Regions from separate parts of the Canis lupus genome. Here region 2 is linked to region 1. The links are chromatin contacts, called in public Hi-C maps. All regions are on one chromosome and are shown on one strand. The core of a region is the stretch at or near the end of the contact, and the rest is flanking DNA. Distances in the headings are between cores, read along the strand shown.

Region 1 (5,856 bases), core at 328-2,827:
GAAGCAGTCCCGGAGCGGAGTCATCACGTCCTCCACTGTCTTGGTGCGGAGCTCCAGCGCTCCTTGGATGATGTTCAGCTCCTCCTTAACGAGGTCGTTGTAGGGGTCGGTGACCCGGAGCATCTCCAGCAGTTTTTCCCGGTTATAGACAGTGCCTATCTCCTGGCCCAGGACGCAGTCCAGCAGCTTGCTCACCGGGTAAGAAGCGGGGAAGGTCATCATCATGAAAAACTTGGTGAGGAAGATGGTGTTGGCCCCGACAGCCAGGCCGTGACGGGAGCAGATGGCCTGGGGCACGATTTCCCCGAAGATGACGATGCCGATGGTGGAGACCACCACCGCCACGAGGCCTGAGCCGGCGATGTCGTCGAGCAGGATGGTGAGCGTGGTGTTGACCAGCACGTTGCCCAGCAGCAGCGAACACAGCAGGTAGTTGCCCTGCCTGCGCACCGGCTCGATGCGTTTGGCGTAATTCTTCTCCTTCTCGGTGCCGCAGTTCTGCACGATGCGCAGCTCCATCGGGTCCAGGGCCATCAGCCCCAGGTTGAGGCCGCTGAACATGCCCGACAGGCACAGGAGCAGCGAAATGAAGATCACCTGCAGCCAGAAGGGCAGCAGGAACTTCTTCTCCTCGCCCACGATCATCTTGGTGTCCTCGCCGTCGTGGTAAATCCAGGTGGTCTCGGCCCACGGGGGCGGCGGGAGCCCGGCCACTCCCGAGCCGCCCTTGCCCCCGACGGCGCCGCCCGCGGACCCCGGGCCGCCGGCGCCCAGGGCGGGCGTGGAGAGCGATGTGCACAGGTAATAGGACTTGCTTTTCTCCATCTTGCGCAGCGGTTTGATCTCGATCTCAATGATGCCCGATGTGCGGCGGTTGAGAATGATGTGGGGCAAGATGATGATATCGGAGGTGCGGATGCCGCAGCGCTGGGGGCCGCTGTCCGGCTCGGGCGGCGCGGGGCCCCCCAGCCCGCGCTCGCCCGGGCTGTGAGGCCGCCGCTCGTGCTCGGTGAAGGCGATGCGGGACCACGTCTCGTTGTTGATGTTCTGCCCGTACACCCGCAGCTTGACCCGGGTCCGCTCGCTCACCCGCAGCGCCCCCCCTTCCATGAAAGACACGTCGTTCGTGTCCTCCAGCCGCAACCCGATGATCACCGTCTCCTCGTTCTCGCCCGCTGCTGCGCAGCCGCCCGCGCCGCAGCAGCAGCTCAGCAGTAGCAGCGGCAGCAGCCGCCCCGCCGCCGCCTGCAGGACCCCCCGGCCGCGGGCGCTGAGGCTGCGGCGCGCCGCCATCTTCCAAGTGGGCAGTGCGGCGGCTGCCTGCCCGCCCGCCATCTTTACTTCGGGTTCACAAGCGCCACAGCCAATCATAGGGTGGCTGCTCCAGCTGCGGCTTCATCCTTCCCACCCGGCGGCGCGAGCGCAGCCACCGGCCCCTGGGCGAGACTGCAGCGGAGCGTCCGCACACACGGTCCGGCGGTCCGGCTCCCTGACTGACACTGACCCGGCCTCTGCCAGCTGAGGAACCTGGAGACTCGCGGGAGGGGGAAAAGGGAGGGTGAAGCGCCAGCCGCTCCCGCGAGAGGCAGGCGGACCAGCCAATCACGCGCGGGTGCCCGCCCTCCCAGCCAGGGGGCTGGAATGGGGGCGTGGTCACGAGCGGAGCCGCGGGCCAATGGCAAGGCAGGTGGGTGGGGCGATGAAAGCCACCGTCCCCCTCGGCACGCCAAGTTTCCTACTGAAAGGCGCGTGACTCTTGTGTATGTGCGAGGGGAGGAGGTGTGGCCAGCTGGGGCCCGAGAGCCACTCACGGACGAGAGCTGTACGAGAGGGGGCGGGGCCTGCAGTCGGGCTACCAATGAGAGGGGGCCGTCTGCGGGCCTGGTGCTCCCCGAGGGGCCTCGGTAGTAGCTCCCCGCGCCTGGGTAGGCAGTGCTGGGCTAATGTCCTGGGGCCCTGGACGGTCGGTTTTCGCGGCACCGCGTTGCCGGCTGCCGCAGTGCTCAATGTTCCTGCGACGGAGGCTGCCCCAGGAACCCGGGAAGCCGACTGGGGAGGGCTCAAGCAGCGCGTTTGCCTGAAAGGCCGGGACACCTGCTGCGCCACCCTCCTCTACCCGTCGGCGCCGCTCCGCCCGGGATTAGCGGCGACTGGGTGGCCCCACACCTAGCGACCTGCCTCTTCTGGAGCTTCTCACTTCTCCCAACGGGATGCTCTCACGCCGCAGCTTGCGGTCGCGTGGCGCCACCTGCCGGTTACGTTGGCACCCTGCAATGCTTTCCAGGTCTGCAAACCCCAAAAGCTTTGCGGGAGAGGTGAGAAGGTTACAGTGAAGCAGTTTCCCCACCTTCCAAGTCAGGAATCCCCTCACTATACCACAAAGCTATAGTCATCAAAACAATACGGTATTGGCATGAAAAAGGCATACGGATCAATGCGATGGAACAGAGAGCCCAGAAGTAGACCCATACATATATGGTTAATTTAGGAAAAGGAGCCAAGAGGAAAGGACAGTCTCTTCAATGAATGGTGTTGGGAAGACTGAACAGTTACATACAAATGAATGAAACTAAATGCCATCTTACACCACGTATAAAAATTGACTCAAAATGAATTAAAGACTTGAATCTAAGATCTGAAACCATGAAATTCTGACAAGAAAAGGTAGCAAGCTCTCTGACATTGGTTTTAGTGATTTTTTTTTAAATTGTGGATCTGACTCCAAAGGCAAGGTAAACAAAAGCGAAAATAAACAAATGAGACTACAACAAACTAAAAACTTGAAGGAAACCAACAAAACAAGAAGACAACTTGTTCAATGGAAGAAAATACTTGCAAATCACATATCTTATAAGGGTTTAGTACCCAAAACATAAAAAGAACTTGCACAACACAGCAACAACAACAAAAAAAGCAATTTAAAAATGGCCAGAAGGGGCAGCCCCAGTAGCTCAGCGGTTTAGCGCCGCCTTCAGCCCAGGGTGTGATCCTGGAAACCAAGGATCGAGTCCCACGTTGGGCTCCCCTGCGTGGAACCTGCTTCTCTCTCTGTCTGTCTCTGCCTCTCTCTGTGTGTGTCTCTCATGAATATATAAATAAAATCGTTTTTAAAAATAAATAAAAATGGCCAGAGGGTCTGAATAAACATTTTTCCCAGATGTTCAACATCACTCATCATCAGAGGAATGCAAATCAAAACCACAATGAAATATCACTTCATACCTGTTACAATGGCTATTACCAAAAAGACAAGAAATAAGTGTTAGGATGTGGAGGAAAGAACCTTCCACACTGTTAGTGGCAATCAACTTAGTGCAAACGCTGTGGAAAATAGTGTGAAGATTCCTCAAAAAATTTAAAAAAAAAATTAAAAATCGAATTACCATGTGACCCAACTATTCCACTTCTGGATACTTAGCCAAAGAATATAAAGACACTAATTTGAAAAGATATAAGCATCCTTGCATTCATAAAAGCATTACTTACAATAGCCAAGTATGGAAATACAGTGGAACAGAACTGTCATAAAAGAAGAAAGAAGGAAATCTTGCTGTATGCGACAAGATAGACAGATGTTGAGGGTATTATACTAAGTGAACTAAGTCACAGGACAAAGAAAAATACAGTATGACTTCACTTATATATGGAATCTAAACAAAATGAACAAACAAAACAAAAACTCATACATACAGAAAATAAACTGATGGTTACCAGAGGCAGAAGAGGTTAGGGTTGAGCAAAATGGGTGAAAGTGCTCAATTGTATGGTGCTGATGGTAATTAGATTTACGGTGATGATCATTTTGTACATGATACACATAACATTATACACCTGAGACTTACAGAGCAATTTTACCCCAATAATTAGAAAAGAAGGGGCATCTGGGTAGCCCAGTCAGTTAAGCGTCCAGCTCTTGGTTTCGGCTCAGATCATAGTCTCAGGGGCGTGAGATGGAGCCCTGACTTGGGCTCCGAGCTGTGCATGGAGCCTACTTGAGATATTCTCTTTCTCTCTTTCTCTCTCTCTCCCTCCCTCTCTCTCTCTCTCTCTCCCTCTGTCCTTCCCCCATCTCACTGGCACCCTCACTCTCTCTAAAACAGAATGATGAATAAATAAAATAATTTAAAAAGAAGACTTCTCAGGACACCTGGGTGGCTCAGTGGTTGAGCATCTCCCTTTGGTTCAGGTCGTGATCCTGAGGTCCTGGGATCAAGTCCCATATTAGGCTCCCTATGGGAGCCTACTAATAAGTCCCTTATTCCTCTGCCTGTGTCTGCCTCTCTCTGTGTGTTTCTCATGAATAAATAAATAAATATTTTTTTAAAAGACTTCTCTCATATTCTCTCTGAAAGTATATATCACTGGGCCCCATTCCATACTTACTTACTGAAGAGGTAGGACCTAGGAATCCGAATTTCTAATAGACAACCAGGCAAGTTTGGGAAATGGAAGGGGGTAGACATCCTAAGAGATCCATAAAGTCCGCTTCTTCTTTTTAAAAGATTTTATTTATTTGTTAGAGAAAGAGCACAGGGGAGAAGCAGAGGAAGGGGGACAAGCAGACTCTGGGCTGAACGTGGAGACACATACTGGGCTCCATCTATGCCTCCAAGATCACAACCTGAGTTGAAATCAAGCTTTGGATGTTCAACTGACTGAGCCACTCAAGTGCCCAAGGCTTTTTAATCACACTGACCAAACCCTAGTAGGTCCATGGATTGCTCAGGAGAAAAAAAAATCCTGAGGGCACTTGGCTGGCTCTTGTGAGTTTAAGGCCCATGTTGGGCATAGAAATTACTTAATAAAAAATTAAAAAGAAAACTTAAAATTCAGGAGAAAAAAAAGTTCTGAAGACCTAACTCCCTAGGACTCCCAAGCTACTGTGTCTGGAGGAGGCACTGTAGCAAAGTAACTGCCAAATTGGTCTTTTTCTTGCAACTTAAATATCCAAAATATAATTGCTATTTTCTTTTTTGTATTCTGCAAGCAGATTTTCTTCCCTTTTAGTAAACCAGTCAGACGTTTCTGGTTAATTTCTGGTAGAGGTGATAGCAATAGCCTCCTCATGGCTCCTAACTCTTCCACACTTGCCCCTTTCCCTTCTCAGCCCAGCAGCCAGAGAAGTCTTTTAAAGTCAAATCCTGTTGCTCCTTTGTTTGAAGTCGTCATCTGGTTTCCCATTTCATCACAGTAAAAGCCACAATACCTACAATACCCCACAAAGCTCGAGAGGGTGTGTCTTGCCTCCCCTGATTTCTCTGACTTGTTCACCTGCTGCTCCAGCCAGTTACTCATTCACTCCCTAGGGATGCTCCCCTTAGAGCCTGTGCATTTGCTATTTGTTTCCTGTCCCTGGGAGTCTCTTCCCCCAGATGTCAGGGTAGCTCTTCAGTCTCCCTCCAAGACTGCCCAAAGGCCATCTCTCTCTTTTTTTTTAAGGCCATCTTTTAAAGATTTATTTATTTATTTGAGAGACAGAGTGAGCACATGAGTGGAAGGGGCAGAGGGAGAGGGAGAGAGAATCTGAGGCAGAGTCCTCACTGAGCAAAGAGCCCATCATGGGGCTTGCCTTCGGGCTCGATCCCATGACCCTGAGATCACCACCTGAGCCAAAACCAAGAGTTAGATGCTCAACCGACTGCACCACCCATGCACCCTGAAAGCCGCCGTTTTTAAAACTCACAAACACACCCTACACTCCATCTCTGCTTTATTTTCCTTAATTTTGTTTATTTGTCTCCTTCCACTAGAGCTTGAGCTCCATGAGGACAAGGATTTTTTCTGTTTTGTTCTCTCCCGTGTCACCAGGGCCTAGAACCACAGTAGATGTTGAAAATAAGAGGTGCCTGGGTGACT
Region 2 (5,608 bases), core at 1,747-4,246, 370 kb before region 1:
CGCATATTATAAATATCACATAATTAAGCCATTTACCATATGGATTAGCTGATCTACCATGGAAACATAGCCATAAGGACATATTTATTTATTAAGAGATTTATTACAAGGAATTTCTTTACACAATTGTGGGGGCTTGGGCAGGTATGAAATCTGTAGGGCAGGGATGCCTGGGTGGCTCAGCGGTTTAGCGCCACCTTCAGGCCGGGGCCTGATCTTGGGGACCTGGGATCGAGTCCCACATCGGGCTCCCTGCATGGAGCCTGCTTCACCCTCTGTCGGTGTCTCTGCCTCTCTCTCTCTCTCTCTCTCTCTCTCTCTGTGTCTCTCATGAGTAAATAAATAAAATCTTAAAAAAAAAAAGTCAACCGATTGCAGCTGTTAATTATATCTACAAATACCTTCACAGCAATACCTAGGTTAAGTGTTTGAATCACTGTGCACTATAGCCTAGCCAAGATGACACATAAAACTACCTTTTGCGGGATCCCTGGGTGGCGCAGCGGTTTGGCGCCTGCCTTTGGCCCAGGGCGCGATCCTGGACACCCGGGATCGAGTCCCACGTCGGGCTCCCGGTGCATGGAGCCTGCTTCTCCCTCTGCCTGTGTCTCTGCGCCTCTCTCTCTCTCTCTCTCTGTGTAACTATCATAAATAAATAAAAATTAAAAAAAAATGTTTAAAAAAAAAAAATAAAACTACCTTTTGCACCAGAGGATTGACAAAACCTGAAGATATTTCTGTTTACCAATTAAACAGACACAACCCAGTGATAATAATGCAAGTTCATAATTCATTTAGCTTGCCGGCTTTGAAAATATGCAATTCTTGGGACGCCTGGGTGACTCAGCAGTTGGGCATCTGCCTTGGGCTCAGACCATGATCCTGGACTTCCAGGATGGAGTCCCGCATCAGGCTTCCTCCAGGGAGCCTGCTTCTTCTGCCTATGTCCCTGCCTCTCTCTCTGTGTCTCTCATGAATAAATAAATAAAATCTTAAAAAAAAAAAATGCAATCCTTGATTGTATTTTTTAAAATTTAGGGATGCTCAATATTTGACGCTATCACACTATACATCAAATAAAACGTTATTATTTTCATATCATACTATTTCAAAATTTAATAATTAAAGCTCATGATACAAGTAATTCTTTTTTATCAAGTAGCTCTTACAATGCTGAGAGCTTAGAAGCTGTGCTTTTATCTAATGTAATCATGTGAAAGGTCTTAACAGTTTTAGGGCCCGGTAAGGAGAGTATCTCAGGTGTCTGTCTCTTTCAATCTCTCTCTTCAGTGTCCTCTTTGAATATCCTAGGTCTAGTTCCCATTCCCCTCCCTTGAGGCTCTCTATTCCTCCATGTGGGAGGAGACATTTCCTTTCTTCACTTTTTGGATCTTGCAAATTTAAGTATCTTAGGTTTGACCAGACTTTGGGGACTGCGGAGGGAGAGGTAGAGCCTAGTCCAGGAGCAACGGGGCACATCAAATCTGGTTCAGTCTTCCCCAAACAAGCATAGTGACTTGACTTCCTCACCATTCCCTAAGAAGTATATATATACTACTCCCAAGTTAGCTTTAATATTTTTATTTTTATTTTTTAAGATTATTTTATTTATTTATGAGAGACAGAGAGAGGGGCAAAGACACAGACAGAGGGAGAAGCAGGCTCCCTGTATGGAGCCAATGTGGGAATCGATCCCAGAACTCCGGGATCACACCGTGAGCCAAAGGCAAATGTTCAACCACTGAGCCACCCAGGAATCCCTAGCATTAATTTTTTTTTTTTTTTTTTTTTAAGATTTTTTATTTGAGGGCAGCCCCGGTGGCGCAGCGGTTTAGCGCCGCCTGCAGCCTGGGGTGTGATCCTGGAGACCCGGGATCGAGTCCCACGTCGGGCTTCCTGCATGGAGCCTGCTTCTCTCTCTGCCTGTGTCTCTGCCTCTCTTTCGCTCTCTCTTAATAAATAAATCTTTAAAAAAAAAAAAAGATTTTTTTATTTGAGAGAGAGCGCGTGAGCTGGGGGAGAGGCAGAAGCAGGCTCCCCACTGAGCTGGGAGACTGATTCAGGCCTCCTATCCCAGGATCCTGGGATTATCACCTGTGTGGAAGGCAGAGGCGCTTAGTTCGCTGAGCCACCCAGGCATCCTCCAAATTAGCATTAATTTTACTCAGCGAACACACATTGTCTTTCAAATGTGATTTTTCCCTCAGCATTATTTTGTAAAGTAGCATTTGACTCCTTTCTGAATGTGGCTTGCAAGCTTCTTGACATTAGCTGGCTCTCTGTTCGTCAGCAAGAATAAAATACACCAACCCCAAATATCTTTCCTAAAAAAAAATTGGAGTTGGGGGTGGACGTTTGTGAATAGGTCTGTTTCTGCTACAGCAGACTTCCAGTTATGTGGACTTTCCTCTATGTGATGAGGACCCGTGGATGGTCTTCGAATGGCAATTAAATTTCCATCCTGTGGCAATACAAGATTTAATTCCTCCAAATAAATAAACGTACGTATTTCAAAATAGACGTCATACTTCCTAAGGGAAATAATCTTGGATGAAAGAAATGCACAATCGCTACTCAAATTTAAATTATTGTTCATAATACGACATCATTATATTACCTATTTCAGTGTTCTGCGCATCAATTGATGCAGACAGAATACTGCTGTTTGGAACGGTACCAATCTTGTCATTTTTAAAAGAGAGTAAAGGGTGTCGGGTTCGCTAAGCCGGTAGAGCCCGAGACTCTGATCTCAGGTTTGTAAGTTCGAGCCCCAGTTTGGGTACAGAGATTACTTAAAAAAAAAAAAAAAAAAAAAAAAGGAAATAAAGAGACGGTCAGCCTTGGGTGAGATTCTTCCAAACGCGACCCGCAAGCCCCGCCCTCCGTGCAGAGCAGCTCGGCGCACGCCGCCCAGGTCTAGGTGAGGGGCGGTGAACCACATTTCCCAGCGGGCCCTGCAGGTCTCCCGCGCCTGCGCACTGGCAGCCCAGGCAGGTAGGCAGAACTCCCGCGCTACCCAGCCGCCGGGGTTCGTCTCCCCGGGTCTCTGCCCCCCGCATGGAGAGGGTCTCGGTGGCCGCCGGCAGCGCGGGCGTCGGCAAGGCCGAGGGCGCTGGAGCCATGCCGCCCCCGCCTGCCGTCTCCCCGCCTGCTCTCACCCCGGCACCCGCAGCGGGTGAGGAGGGCCCGCCGCCCTTGCCCGAGGCGGGGGCTCCAGGCTGCTCGGGCTCCCGGCCCCCGGAGTTGGAGCCGGAGCGCAGCCTGGGCCGCCTGAGGGGCCGCTTCGAGGACGAGGACGACGAGTTGGAAGAAGATGAGGAGCTGGAGGAAGAGGAGGAGGAGGAGGAGGAAGAGATGAGCCACTTCTCGCTGAGGCTGGAGGGGGGTCGGCCGGACTCCGAGGACGAGGAGGAGGTATTGGTAGCGGGGCCTGAGGGGCCTGAGGGGCCTGAGGAGCCTGAGGGGCCTGAGGAGCCTGAGGGGCCTGAGGGGCCTGAGGGGCCTGAGGGGCCTGAGGGGCCTGAGGGGCCCGGGCAGCCCTCCCCTCTCGGCGCCGGGCCGCGTCGGCAGCTCGCCCCTGCAGCCCCGGGCGCTCGGCGGCCACCTCACCCCTCCCTCTCAACCTGCCCAGGCATGTGGCGCCGCCGCTCCGCGCCCGATTCCCTGCCGACCACTGAGGCTCCCCGAGTCCCGCTCGGTTCCTCTGTAAATAATCATTCAGTCATGCCAGGCGGGTGGGCGCCAGCGGTGTAGGGCGCCTGCCTTGCGAGAGCTCACAGTCGGACAGGAAAACCAGTCCATTTCTGACGGAGGCTGAGAGGGTGGTAAAACCCTTCCCCGTCTCCTCAGCCTCTTGTTGGGAAGGGTTTTTTTGTTTCGTTGGTTGGTTGGTTGGTTGGTTGGTTTTTTTAATGTGGGAGCGCATATTTTACCAAGCTGGGCAACACCTAGCCGCTCAGAATCGATACATTGAGCGTAAACATGAGTATCTGGAAAGTTTGCCCATTTTGTAAGTAATTGGTGAAGGGAGACGCCCCTCATCAGGCAATACACGATATGTCCGAAAGAATGAAATCTTTTTTTGAAACACTGGTTTATATTGTGTTATTGTAACTTTCGGCAGGATTTTGAAAGGTTGGAGGTACTGTAACATGTTTCCGTGTTGCAAAGCAAGACACATTGTTCATAATGAAATATGGGGATTATGGCTTTAAGAATTTGAGAAGGCAGGGACTTGCGTTTTTAAAACTATTTCCATTGCATTTGCAGCGCCTGATTAATCTCTCTGAGCTGACACCATACATCTTGTGTTCCATTTGCAAAGGTTACTTAATAGACGCAACTACCATTACGGAATGTCTTCATACGTGTAAGCATATAGTTCATATTTCGAATAAATACATTCATTCAGTTTTTGAAATGGGTTTAAAGCATCCTAATTTAAACATTTTCTTTTCAACAGTTTGTAAAAGCTGCATTGTAAGACATTTTTACTATAGCAACAGATGTCCAAAATGCAACATAGTAGTACATCAGACACAACCTCTTTATAACATAAGGTAAGAGAAATATATAACCAGAAATTGTATTTTTAAATACACTTTTTCTGGAAGCTTCTAGTTGTGTAGTTGGGAATAAATTCTTGACCTGTTTCAAAAAGGGAACTACATATTCTCTAAAATACATACAGAACACTTACTGTGTACCAGGCACTGTGATAGCTGCTGGGAACAAAAAAATAAAAAAGCACAGGCCTCTCTTTTTGAGGATTTTAATTCCATCAGTCAAGTTAATGAGGCTAGTTTAGGCTTGTCGTTTTGGGGATATTTAGAACTCTGCTTTTTAAAACTAATGCCTGAAACGACTGGCCTCTTTAGAAAAACCTGTTTGTCATAGGTCATTGTGGTTTTTTTTTTTTCCCTTCAAATTTTCAGTTCATACTCCGTTTCCCAAGGGCAGAAACATACTAAATAAAAGTGGATTGCTTTCATTTGTTCAGCGTATACTATTACACTTTTATTACCTTTATAGAAGAATGCTTTGCAGATGATGCACAAAAGTTCAAAATACAGTCTCTGCAAGGGAATAAGACCAGTACACGTGGAACAGTTTAGCAAACCATTCAAGAATCTATGATTACATACAATTAATTACTTGAGGTTATCTCAGGTGAGAACCAGTGCTACCTAAAAGTAATTCACCTCTGAAAAAGGAGTTATCCACTCCCAAGACAAAACAGTTGCAAAGAGCATCATTCATTCTCACTCTGTACCAAAATGCATTTTGCTGAATTCTGAGGTATTCTCCATCCTTTCCTTTTATTAGGTTGGATCGACAATTACAAGACATAGTGTACAAATTAGTGATCAATCTAGAGGAAAGTAAGTTTGTTTTATTACATAGTTTTGAATCCCAGCATCTCTGCTAACTCTCCTAGTTACATTTTAAGTGTAATTTAGTCTGTGTTTTATCATTTTTTAGGAGAAAAAAAGCAAATGCATGATTTCTATAAAGAAAGAGGTCTAGAAGTACCTAAACCTGGTAAGTTTGGGTGTATATCATAATGTATTTATAGATTAAAGAATACTAACTCAATAAAATTTACTCC

What was found. Hi-C and Micro-C count contacts between places; a contact is called where the count stands out from the background.
Region 2: a contact with region 1 is called in a Hi-C map of blood, with 4 times the contacts expected there. The contact joins the promoter of PCGF6 here to the promoter of CNNM2 in region 1. A contact is called at or near these places in 3 of 9 Hi-C or Micro-C datasets (amygdala and blood).

What each region holds. Positions count from the first base shown.
Region 1 is chr28:15,552,655-15,558,510 of UU_Cfam_GSD_1.0, reverse strand. It overlaps CNNM2 (metal transporter CNNM2), which reads right to left and starts at 1,577. Exons shown (of 7, transcript XM_038578664.1): 1 at 1-1,577. The coding sequence starts at 1,371.
Region 2 is chr28:15,922,232-15,927,839 of UU_Cfam_GSD_1.0, reverse strand. PCGF6 (polycomb group RING finger protein 6) reads left to right here and starts at 2,996. Exons shown (of 10, transcript XM_038578684.1): 1 at 2,996-3,414; 2 at 4,270-4,369; 3 at 4,463-4,559; 4 at 5,326-5,381; 5 at 5,482-5,541. The coding sequence starts at 3,058. LOC111093007 (a long non-coding RNA gene) reads left to right here. Exons shown (of 3, transcript XR_005380532.1): 3 at 799-943.